Regions from separate parts of the Danio rerio genome. Here region 1 is linked to region 2. The links are chromatin contacts, called in public HiCAR-type maps. All regions are on one chromosome and are shown on one strand. Each heading gives the region's core, a stretch centred on a gene start, on an enhancer-like site or on the middle of the called end of the contact. The rest is flanking DNA. Distances are from core to core; before and after follow the strand shown. Region 1 holds the start of tada2a (transcriptional adaptor 2A). Region 2 holds the start of proca1 (protein interacting with cyclin A1).

Region 1 (5,860 bases), core at 2,898-5,397, 340 kb after region 2:
TCTTCGATTAATCACCCAGCTCTACTTAGAAATGTCATTTTAAGTGCATGTCTGTTCAGAATTCATTTGCAATAACCACACACCCTGCATAATCTGTTCCAATACAGCTCAAACACCTTGTCCAATGCTGCATGTGAGAGTTGTTGTAGAGACTCACATCCATGTTCACAAGCAGCACCCCAAAAAGAAGAGACCTGGGAGAAGAGGGAGGAATGCTGGCCATTAGAAGTCTAGTTTGGGAGTTAATTGCGTTGCGTAATCCATTGGTACTATTTAACTGGGATCCTTTGTTGTGATTAGATCAAGAAAGATGTAAAATTGAGTTTACCCTGTTGAAAAGGCTCCAAGTAATGGTCTTTACAATGGTATTATAGGCTATCATCCTTGGTTGTTCATGTTCATTGTTTATAATTAAAAATCAAATAAAAAGCCTGAGAACTGTTCTAATATGCTGTGTTATTAATTTGACATTTCACACTGCTTTACACAAATCAACGTGTTTCCCACATGACAAGACCATACCTGTCGACATTGGTATGTGAAAATAAGTAGTCAGTTGTCAGGAATGGGTGACCATTTGAGCAAACCAAAGGCATTTATTTTGTAATGTTTCATTAGTGACCTCTGCTGGCATTTTGACACCAGCTGGATTCTCTCTGAAAGAAAGTAATGGTCAAACAAGTTATTCAGACCAGATCAGCTAGTGCACAAGTGCAGTCCTGCACCTCTCATTGATGGTTTCTGTCACAGCTGGAGCTTCCAACAGCTGCTGCACTGACAAAAAAGTCAATTTGCAATGGGCTATACATGCAACAAGTGTTTTTCAGCCACCAATAAACTTCCATTGAATGGTTAATCTGACTATAGTATATTCAATTTCATAAGGTTCCTTTTACAGCACTGATAATGTAATTTAATTAAAATCTAATCAGTTAAATAGACTTAAGCATTTATTTAGTTGTTGAGGCATAAAACGAGATAAAAGGCCATTTAAATGTTTAACACATGCGCTGCAGGAGCAGCAGGCAAGCAGAGAAACTCAAATGAAAATACTGTGGTAAAATATATTGTCATATTTGATAGACATGGTGTGGAACAATGTAATGCAATAGGGTATACTGAATGCAGAAACATGCTGAAGGACTTTTAATTTGTCAGTAACCTGGGTCAAACGCTTCCAGTGAACAGTATGCTATTACAAAATCGGTATGTTTATGGTCTGTTTTCTTTAAAAATGAACGATCTTCACTTCCTAAATGATATACGTTGTAAAATGGGCCTCAGACTGTACAAGAAGCACTGAATTAAATTACATTTTCCCATGTCATGTCTTTAAAATATTTTAATTTGTTTTACTCAAGTGTTTCCAATGGTGTTTCTGTGCTTGCCTGCTGATCCTGATGGGTGCGTGCATGTAAACAGCTTTTCATCTCGGTTTCCGCTTCAACAACTAAATGAATGCTGAACTCTATTTAACATATCGATTTTAATTACATTACAACATTGATGCTGTAAAAGGAACTGTGTAAAATTGAAAAAAAGTCACATTAACCGTTCACCGGAAGTTTATGGGTATGGGAAGAAATACTAGCTCTGCATATACCCTATTTAGTGCTTCTTGTTTGGTCTAAGGCCCACTTTATATCGTATCTCAATTAGGCAGTAAAGAAGATCATAGATTATTTTTAAGAAATCAAATCTTAAACGTGACTATTTTGTAATGCCATGGCAGTTCACCGGAAGCTCTTAAGTTGACTTACTGAAAATTAAAAGTCCCTGTGCATTAAAAGTCCCATTGGCTCTTTTATTTTGAAGACAATGAAGACTATTCCATCATATTGCATGTGTTTTACTTTAAATACTGTGTGTTTTACTTTAAATACTGTATATGTGTGCCCAGAGTTTGTATGTCCTAAGACTCTGATGTCAATATGTCTATCATCTTGAAGTGTTAAATATTTAAACTAACCACTAAAACATGAAATCACTAAAAATAAATTTGAAATTAGTTTTTCAAGATGCCACAACATTGTGCAGCAAACCATTCATGGACCATCATTGACTGCTCCAATATGGGAGAAGTCTTTCTAAATAAAATTTGCATACTCATTGTAAACTAGCAGTTTCACATTTGTGCTTTTAAATTTACAATCGAGCAATTCCATTCAAATGTCAACTTTGCTATGAAAAAAAAAATAGTTTTCACCAAAATAGCAACCATTTCTAAATTTATTTGTGGAAGCAAGTATTTTACAGTACTTTAGAAACACTCAAAAATATCTCGTTAATGTTTTACATTTGATTTACCAAAGTCATACAAGTGGATATTACAAATCTTTCACATCCATAACCATTTTTTTTCTCATTGCAATTAATAAAATCAGTATTTTTTATTTCCTATAGTAAGCCAACTCTTATCCTTACGATTAGCATTGTTTATTTTGGGGTGTGCAGTTTAATTCACAGAATTTCTACAAAGTATGTCGAATGCTGTAAACTCACTAACTTTTTTCATCATCCATAACGCATGTTTATTTCCCTCATTTAAGATCTAAAAAATGTTTACAGATCGATGTTTTTCTGATCCCATTACTCTGTGGTTAGTTGTTTTGGAAAATATAAACACGTTAACAGTTTCTCTGTGAATTTATGTTTTGCAAAAGTCACATCCATAACGCTGGAATAGCTCAATCATGAATTTAAAACGGTTGGATGATTTTTTCACAATTTATAATAACAACAAGAATAAATGGACTTAAATACAGTGTTTTTTTTTTCAGAGGTTAAGAGACAGAGTAAATGTTATCTTTTCCTAAATTCAATTAATTTAAAAAGCTAAATGGACAATACATAAAAGTGTGCATAACTAAAAATATCAGGGTGATACTTCAAAATAATGGTCTGTTAGTTAATGTTTGTTAATGCATTTACTAACATGAACTAAGCATTATCAAATCTGTATGGCATTTTTTGAGTTCAACATTATTCATTCATTCATTTTCTTGTCGGCTTAGTCCCTTTATTAATCCGGGGTCGCCACAGCGGAATGAACTGCCAACTTATCCAGCAAGTTTTTACGCAGCGGATGCCCTTCCATCTGCAACCCATTTCTGGGAAACATCCACACACACATTCACACACACACACTCATACACTACGGACAATTTAGCTTACCCAATTCATCTGTACCGCATGTCTTTGGACTGTGGGGGAATCCGGAGCACCCGAAGGAAACCCACGCTAAGACATGGAGAACATGCAAACTCCACACAGAAACGCCAACTGTTCGACCCAGCGACCTTCTTGCTGTGAGGCGACAGCACTACCTACTGCGTCACTGCCTCGACCGAGTTCAACATTATTAAAATCTAAAGTTGTGCTTGTTAATATTAGTCAGTGCACTGTGAGTTACGTTGACTAACAATGAACAACTTTATTGTCATTAACAAACGTTAAAAAAGAGGAACAAGTACTGTAATAAATCTGTTGTTCATTAGCATTTCCTCATTTGCTCATGTTAGTAAATACAATAACCAACATTAACAAAAGGAAAAATGAAATTTCATAAAATTAAGATATTGACGGTTCATTTCGCTGTGGTAACCACGCTAAAGCAAGGAAAAGGCCAAAGGAAAGTAAAAGTAAAAATTATAATTATGTAATTTATATATCAATGTAATAACCTAATAATAATAATAATCATAATAATAATTCTAACTTTCATAGTAATCTATTAATACTAAATAATGTATAAAAACAGGATCATCCTGAAGCTGAACCATCGACATTATATAATAGATATCAATTATAAATATCTATGAGTTGAACGCCTCTTATAAAACTATGAGAAATGAATCCGTAAAAAAATACTTACGATGATTTACAGGTGGGAAAGTGATGAAAACGAAATATCTGGTCTGATATTCCTCAAGTGTCCAGTGTAAAGTAGGCTATCAGTTATACTGTAGATGATTATTAAAAGTCACTTGAGAGATCTTGACCTCACTGTAGAAAGGCTGAGCTCGCGAGTCTGTCACATATTCATGTATGTATGTATCGCGCAGGTGCCGCTGAGGGGCGCTGTGGAAGAACGTCACTTCCCCTCCTAATGTTGTTCACTGAGCTGCACAGATCGAGCAGAAGCACTGTGTTTACATTCTCAATAATGTGTTAAACAGAGCATAAGATTATGTTTTTATTCTTTGCTTTTTAACGACGAGGCATAATCGGTACAACCGCCCAGTTTAATTCAGCACAAATCACAGAAAGATCTCAATTTTTTTCCAAACGAGTGGAAGAGGAGGAGGAAGGTTTTACATTTTCCAGATCCCATCATTCATTTACAACATGGATAGACTGGCGTCATTTGGAAGTAAGTTTCTTGTTTAGTAAATCTAGTACTCTTGGGGAAACAGCCTAAATATGAAAACTAAATAGCTCTGGTATTTGATACAGAAATGTACCATAGTAAACGGATGTCAGCTAAAATGACTCTGTAAGAGCCATTTACGACGTACGTTGTATTTTGTGCCATGACAATATTTGAATTTCTCTGGAGTACATCATGTTATGATAATACACTTATTAATAACGCTTAACATAATGCATATTGCAGTACGGCATCTTAAACTGTACCATGCTGCCCCCGATTTGTAATACATATAACTTATATAAAACAAATCAGTGCATTAAAGTATAAAGTCATGATTTCTTTAAAAAAATGTGTATATATATTTTTTTATATAAATAAATAACAATAATTTAAAGTATATATATGAAATAAAATGTAGCATATGAGTTTTTTAATGTTTATTTTTTATACAAATATTTAATTTGTAAATTTATTTATTGTATTTAAAACATTTTATAACTATTTATATTGTGAGTTTAATGAATGTAGTAAATAATTCACAATGCTTTTAAGTGGAATATATGATGCTGTACCATGGTGTTGTAATTCATAAATGGTAAAACAAATTATATTAATGGTAGAAACTATAAAGTAAAATGCAGTAGCTGCAGTGCATTAACTGTAATCATACCTCAGGTGAATGTTGTATTAACCAGAAATAGTTTTAAGACCCCCTTACTGTATACTTTATGCTTCACAAATAGGCATAGGTCGGTATAAGATTCTGACGGTATGAGAACTTTGGATAAAATTATCACAGTTTCACAGTATTATTAGTGCTCTAAAATAAGTTTTTAAATGTCTGGGTGAACAACTAAAACTTTTCCACCTAGTTTGAACACAATATAGTTTATTTTGAGAAACATTTAAAATATTTTGGAAAAGTAAACGTGTCCTAAATTATTGAAATGAATCATTGACTTCTGCTGTTTTCATTAGTTTCAAAACACTGATTTCTTTACAACTTGAAAAGACATCTTCGCAAATGTTTTTCTTCTGGAGATACTGTTGTCCTAAAAAAAACAAACAAAAAAAAAACACGTAAATAAAAACCGTACAAACACCGTAGGAACGGTATAACAGAAAACTTTGGCGGTTTTAAATCATTGACTTTTCCAAACTGCGTTGTACTTTGAAACCTGTTATTGTCCCATGGCTATTCACAAATTAATGTTTTTCTTAAATATACTCTTATTTCCTTATAAACTATATATATATATATATATATATATATATATATATATATATATATATATATATATATATATATATATATATATATTCATTAAAAACTAATTATCTAATAACGTAATAATAACAGATATTTGTAATAAAATACTACATTTGATTTTGGTGGGTTATATTTTTCACTTTTCGTTATAATTCATAGTTTTTTTAATAAGTATCAGCTTTATAACATAGTAATATGTTTTGACATACATTCAAGAT
Region 2 (6,611 bases), core at 286-2,785:
TTAATTTCAGATAGCCTTTTTTGTAGCTTAACAGTAAAACAAAGAAATAAAATTGTACATCTAAACCTCTTTCAGATGGGAAGGGGGGCCAAATCAAAGGTTACCATGCCAACTTTGGCCAGCGGGCCCTAGTTTGGGCATGTCTGTTTTAGAGAATGGTTCCTAAAATAACAATTTTTGTAAGAGTAAAGAAAGTTTTAATCTACAGTAACACCATAAAGAATCTATTATGCAGTAAAAAGCCTCAGTTGATGTTAAAGACTCTTTATGAAACATCCAATGCCAATTAAAACCATCCAAAATATCTTCCTATAACAATATATTGTCCTTAAAATGTTTATTTTTCATTGTAGGTAGTTAGCGTCAGGATTTCTCATAACTAAATCCCCCTGTTCTCCATCCACACTGTAAAAAAAAAATATATATATGAGTCTATTCAACTTATGAGTCTATTCAACTTATATTATGTTAAACTGACTTAGAACAGCTTGTGTAACTTTACAATCAAGTTAAAACACGATTAACTTTTAATTAATTAGTTAAAAACATATGCTGTCAGGATTAATTGATCATATTGTTTACAGTGCACGAAAGAGTCATTTTAAAATATGGTAATTAATATGTCCCATCATAAAGTATGTTGTAATAACAGCGGCATTAGTAAATTTGATTACACACAGCTCGTACACATTCAACTTACGCATTGTCGCAGTCACAATGGCTGAGTGAGTGCCATTTAAAGTTGGTATATCCATAGTTGGAGGAGAACGCATGGATGACATATGGGCAGTGATCGTGAACGCGGCAACATCTGTCAGTCTCTTCGAACTCGCCTGGGAAAAAAATAGATCAAATGAAACTTGATAATCACCCTTCTAAAACTAAAGTCCGAGATTAAAATGATAATTATAATGCACAAATAAGTAGCTTAGTCAACTCACCCAGCTGCTCATAATGATCTGCGATGTTTCCAGCACCACACCAAAGAGTGCCAGGATAAGTGAAGCCTCGCTTGGTTCGCGTCTTCTTGTTGCTCGCCTCTTTCACTTGTTTTGTCGTCGGTATCACATTCTTGGCTCCTTTTGATCTCAGCTTGTTACAGTTCGCCTTCGCTTCGGACACCCCAGTCAAGCTCATCTTCAGGTCGGAGCTCATTTGGTTTCTTAGGCCAAGTCTGCAGACATGCATAAAGGATTTGACCTGCATTTGGTTTTGGATGACTGAGCAGTCGAGCAGGCGCCCCTCGGAGTCATGCACAGAGCGGACCTCTTCTGCCCCATCGGTGACCTGATGGAGGTGGTACTCTCCTACAACTGAACTTTTGGCGCAAAGAGTGTTGTTGAGCATGTAAAAGAGCTCCTTGCTCTCCTTTTCGGCATCTAAAGTCTGGCTCAAGAACTCTCCTTTAACAAAGTTTCTGTCTAGATAAGACAGAAAAACGAAAAACACGGACCACATCGCGGCGGGCGGCACTTTCAGCACCACAGAGCGTCAGACAGCACCGCAAGCTCTCCTGAGTCCTGACCAGCGACTGCCGGCTTCTTTCACACTGCCTATTAATATATTGCCAGTCAATAATGGGAGGGGTCTGTCATTTAATTAACTCTTTCCTCCTCCAGTGAACTTGAATACCCCTTGTGCATCTGTTTCCTCCTCCTGGCGTCTTTATGGCAAGTGAACAATGTGCAGTGATTTCCAAATGGACACTTTATGCGTGTGTAAAACCCTAAAGGGCAAATGCTCTTAATTTCTAAGAGGAATTTTGCATGGCAAATGGATGTTTTATTGCTTTATTCCAATTCGATGCATTTTTAGAATCACATTTTGTATTATTTTATTATTTTTCTGATTAAGCACAAAATAAAACATCATACTGAACGCAAAAAGTATTCAAGGCAAATAGAAGCATAATGTAGAAATTAAACAAGAAAATATTGAGATGTGGGAAAAGTGATTTAAAATAAATAAAAGGTCGTTTTTCCCATTAAAAGAGTACAAATTTAACTATCTTTCATTGCGCAAAAGATTCTTTATAGTGAAAAAACTGTTCTTGAAATTTTTTTAGAAAAAAAATTCACAGAAATGAGAATTTAAAGATGTTTTTCGTGGCTTTAATATAAAATTCACTTTTAGAACATTTATTTTAAAAGTCGGGTTTTTAAATCAGTCCAAGGCACTCGAAAAATGTGGGAAAATATTATAAAAGCCTTCATTCACATGGATATTCGTTAAAACTGTACCATGCGTAAAATTGCATGTTTTGTTTTATACCACAAAAGTTAAAGTCCGAGAACGCTTAAAGATTGCACCAATTCGTTCCTCGATGAATTTTCATTATGATCTGTATTGAATACTCCATTTACCACTATGTAAAACAGGCTCTCTATCTCACAGCGTAGGCCTATATGTTTTGTTTTAAATGCCATTAAAATATATAGCATAATACTGAAATCACATATTTTCAAGTACTTTCGATCCTTTTAAATTCCTCAAGTGCGAAAAAAAATTCTGTATCTATGACAATAATATAATAGAATATTTCTTAACAAAATGCAAAACCCTTATTAATGCATGCTCCTTTTAATCAAATCGTTATTGCACATGCATGCGAATATGTTCATAATGGGATAGATGTAATGGATATCTGTGTGTCTGACCGCTAGTAACCCCATCGCTCCCCACACCTCGAGATTTTTTCTTTGGTGACGCAGCAAGGAGGAGGTTCCTTTGGCGCTTTCCATAGTAACAAGAGATGGGGTGATTCTTCCGACCCAACGAGATTGGGCATTCTAATTTCACAAAAGAAATGGGTAGTGACCTAATTTGGAACAGTGGGCTTTTTCAGTGCAGACCAATCAAGATCTCCATGTAGTTATACAGAACATCAGTCAGTGTCTTTTCCTATGGTTACATGGATCTTAATGTTCGGACTCTTAACAGATGCAGGCGCCAGGAAAGCGAACAGGCGGAATTTGAGAAGAGAATGCACGTTTGTTTATAAGTAAATATGTTTGAAATTGTACATGATTGTTGCGAGCAAGCAATAAAATATTGTGATAATTCTGTTGCTGCATTTCTTTCAGAGAAACAAAAATATATTTATTATTAGGCTACTATTTAAAATATGTAAATATTTTATCATATTTTGCCTGTATAGCCTACCTAATAATATTTGGTGTAAACCGTTTAAAGGGTTTTACAAAAAAAAAAAAAAAAAAAAAAAACTGAAGTATCATATAAAAGAGGGATTGAGCATGTGTAAGTACAAATGCAAAATATTTACGGTCGCGGCTTTCAGAAAGTCCCCCAACAGTGGGCTTTGGCAAAGAAATCGGATTGGTGGGGGAGGAAACAACTGATGTAAAATCACCAGAGGCAACATGCGACATTGTTAGAAAATCCGTCCCTTGTATTATTAAAAACTTGTGCCAGGATACTAATCACTCCGTGCTCCACATACCTGACGAATTGTTTATTTTTTGCACACATTTAGCCTACCTAATTTCTGGTAACATTACATGTAACAAAAAACCCTTTAAATCTTGACATTTAAGCTTAAAACTGCGTAAATTACATGTATTTGCATGAAAATTACGGGTTAGATCTTTGGATTGTGTGGATAAGGCTATAGTCCTACAAAATTAGTTGCAGTGCAATGGAAACATGTTTATCCACTTTGCACAATATAACTGTTAATATTGCTTAGGCTTTTCCCCCTCCAGCATAAAAAAGCAATGCACTGAAAAATATTAATAATTAAGCGAGCAAAAGTCAAATTTAATAAATCAAAGTTAGTGCAAACCTACTTTAAGAAGAAAGTTTAACCGTTGTGTGTAATTGTTACTCTTTGTTAATATTTATTTAACCAATTCCTGATTATTTATTTTTCTGATTATTTATATTGATTTTCACTGCTATAAATTTCATTAGCCTGCTCAACCACAATGGTGAGTGAAAGAACCACATTGTGTGAAATATGTCTTATTATTAGGGCAAAATGGAGTGACTCTAAACCTGCACGTTTAACCAGTCTTTCTGAATCCGGCACATCTGTTTGCAATTTGCTGATATCGCGGAAATTTCTTTAGTAGTATAACTCCAGTGCTGGGCTCATTTTATGTGATAATGCGAAGGCATAAGGAAAGGGCATCCTCCTATTAGTTAGTCCCACTCACATACTCTAATTAGGTTATTGGTCAATTCTAAAAACACATCGAAACCTTGACATTATTCATGTTTTTGCATTTTAACAGAGAAAATGTTGCGCAGAAATCACTTGGCTGCTGTCCAGCACATCGGAGACCCCTACATATGGCAAGCTGTTTTAACATTTAATCTACTACAATCTATTTTCGTGCTACTAGTGCTTTTTAGGCTGTCTGTCAAGGGCGTAGTTCTTGATATTGGTGGTGACATCCATCTCTAGAGCGTATGCATTGAAAAGCAGAAAGTCTGTTTCACGTTTTCAAAAAACACGAATAAACAACTTAATAATATAAATGAAACACTTCATAATACAAATAACAATCCTGTCCCATGCTACAAAAGTCACTTTACATGATTTTACTGCAGTCGGGCTTTGAGGAAGTAAGAATGTTGAGAAAGAGGTGTGTAACGCAATTTAACAGTTTTATACTGATTATTGTTTTTCATAATAGTGGAGGCCAAAATTAAAACCAAATTTCAATTGATTTCACAGCCTTCGTTAATAGTATTACAGTGAACTTGTAGCAAACTTGACTTTGTGCACATAGGTTACTAAGGGTTAACGAAGCATTATTTTATGTTAAAGTCAATTAAATTATTGGTAGGGACATTTCAGTAGTAGATATAGGGACATGTCAACTTATTCTTTTTTCTAACAAAAACATTTTTATTATAAAAAGATCCCAATATTACACTCAAAATTCAACAATTATTTTGTTATTTTAATTGGTGTCTAACATTGTGTGTCTTATTTCTAACACCCTTACAACCTCGCTGTGTTGTGTTTTCCTCAAAACTGGTTAGCAGTCAATCTTTCAAAATGGTTTCAACTTTTAGCCTAGAAGACAGTAATCACAACAGTTTAAGATTTTACATACACACGTTCACAAATTTTTAAATATAGTATAATAAAAAGTATGAGTATAATAAAAATACTTTTATTCTGCAAAAATGGTTTTCTTCTGTGTTTCACATCCAAATTTCACTAAAGTTTTTTAATAGTTGCAGGAAGACGTCTGCCGACGCTGTAGTGAAAACTTGGCAGCATGCCATGGTTAGCCCACGTCACTTTGTGCCCCACGCCACCCTATATTTTCTTAATTTTACATTTCTTCAGGTAGGACCTACTCAAGCTTTCCTTTAGGTATGCTAGTTTCTTTCTAATGGATTTTAATAGTGAATAACTGCTCTTTTTTTTTTTTTTTTTTTTTTGTATTTTAGTTATCACTTTTATAAGTTATTTCCAAACTGTAATATCTTACAGAATACTCAGCTTTATTATTTAAAAGTAAGCCCTAACTTTAAAGATTTTCATCCACTTCAGAGTTTATGTATATATATTCAGGGGCTGGCCTGGTGATTCGGGGGCCCTAAGCAATTCCAGGTACGGGACTCTACACTGTTAGCCCTTACTGTAGATTATGCAGTAAATAACTGTAAAATAGCCAGTGTTTTGCTATAATTAAAATAACAACAACTGTATTTTACTGTAAAACAAGCAGGATTTGAATGACATTTTGTAGTGTGTAAAAATGTATGTAGCCATTACAGACAGTAACTGTGATAACAAATGGTAAATTACTGTTCAACCACTGTCCCATTTTACTCTGATACCTTTATTGTGATATATATATAGAATAGTGCATTTATCTTAATGCAGAAAACAATGATTTACACATTGACACACACATACACAGGATGTCTCTCTTCTTCTAAACACAAATATGTAAAAAATAAATAAATCAGAATGTGTTGGCTTTTTAAGGAAGCCTTAAAGATTCTTTACATTACAAGCCTACTTACATTACTTTCATTTAAGTATAATATTTCATTGGATATTGCCTATTACCATAACGTACAGATGCTAACTGTGTAATGTGTCTTTTTGGCAAACAAGCAGATTTTATGCACATAAAAATCATTAAATTCCAATCTTCTCAGTTAGGTAGCTAATGTGCACCGGAATCATCACAGGGATTCGTAAACCTCTACTGTCACGTCCCAGGTTGTGAATTTGTTGCTAAGTATTTTTCAGAGCTTTGTGTCCAACTGTGAATTCATAAGGATAATTTATTTTTGTTTTGTTTTTATAATTAATTTAAACTTTTTTTTATTGAGAACTGATGTGAGCCTGTTTTTGACAAATGTTTCTAACCTTATCTAGAGTAAATATGTGTGTGCTTTCTATTGATATACATTTTTTTTTTTTATTTGAAACAAAAACAAAAAAATAAGTGTTTTGTTTTCTTTTGGATCTTTTTATGTTTTAAGCATTAATTTCACTTCCAAATTTTTTTTGAAGTAAGTAAAAGTGGTATTTGTAGAATAAAGTTTTTTTTTTTTTTTAAATAAATGCATAAGTCAGGTTATTTGTTTTGTTTTTTATTACTACAGGTTTTGTACAA

Evidence for each region. HiCAR-type assays count read pairs that join an accessible place to other places.
Region 1: a HiCAR-type map of caudal fin shows a contact between it and region 2, with 5 times the contacts expected there. The contact joins the promoter of tada2a here to the promoter of proca1 in region 2. A contact is called at or near these places in 2 of 4 datasets of contacts at active chromatin or transcription factors (caudal fin and embryo).

What each region holds. Positions count from the first base shown.
Region 1 is chr15:18,212,593-18,218,452 of GRCz12tu, forward strand. It overlaps tada2a (transcriptional adaptor 2A), which reads left to right and starts at 4,148. Exons shown (of 14, transcript NM_001077141.1): 1 at 4,148-4,372. The coding sequence starts at 4,348. si:ch211-33e4.2 (a long non-coding RNA gene) reads left to right here. Exons shown (of 4, transcript NR_170081.1): 4 at 108-447. It also overlaps a transcript of rab34a not described here.
Region 2 is chr15:17,878,200-17,884,810 of GRCz12tu, forward strand. It overlaps proca1 (protein interacting with cyclin A1), which reads right to left and starts at 1,536. Exons shown (of 4, transcript XM_009291571.5): 1 at 942-1,536; 2 at 701-833. The coding sequence starts at 1,458. The region is part of intron 2 of LOC141377804 (a long non-coding RNA gene); the gene reads right to left.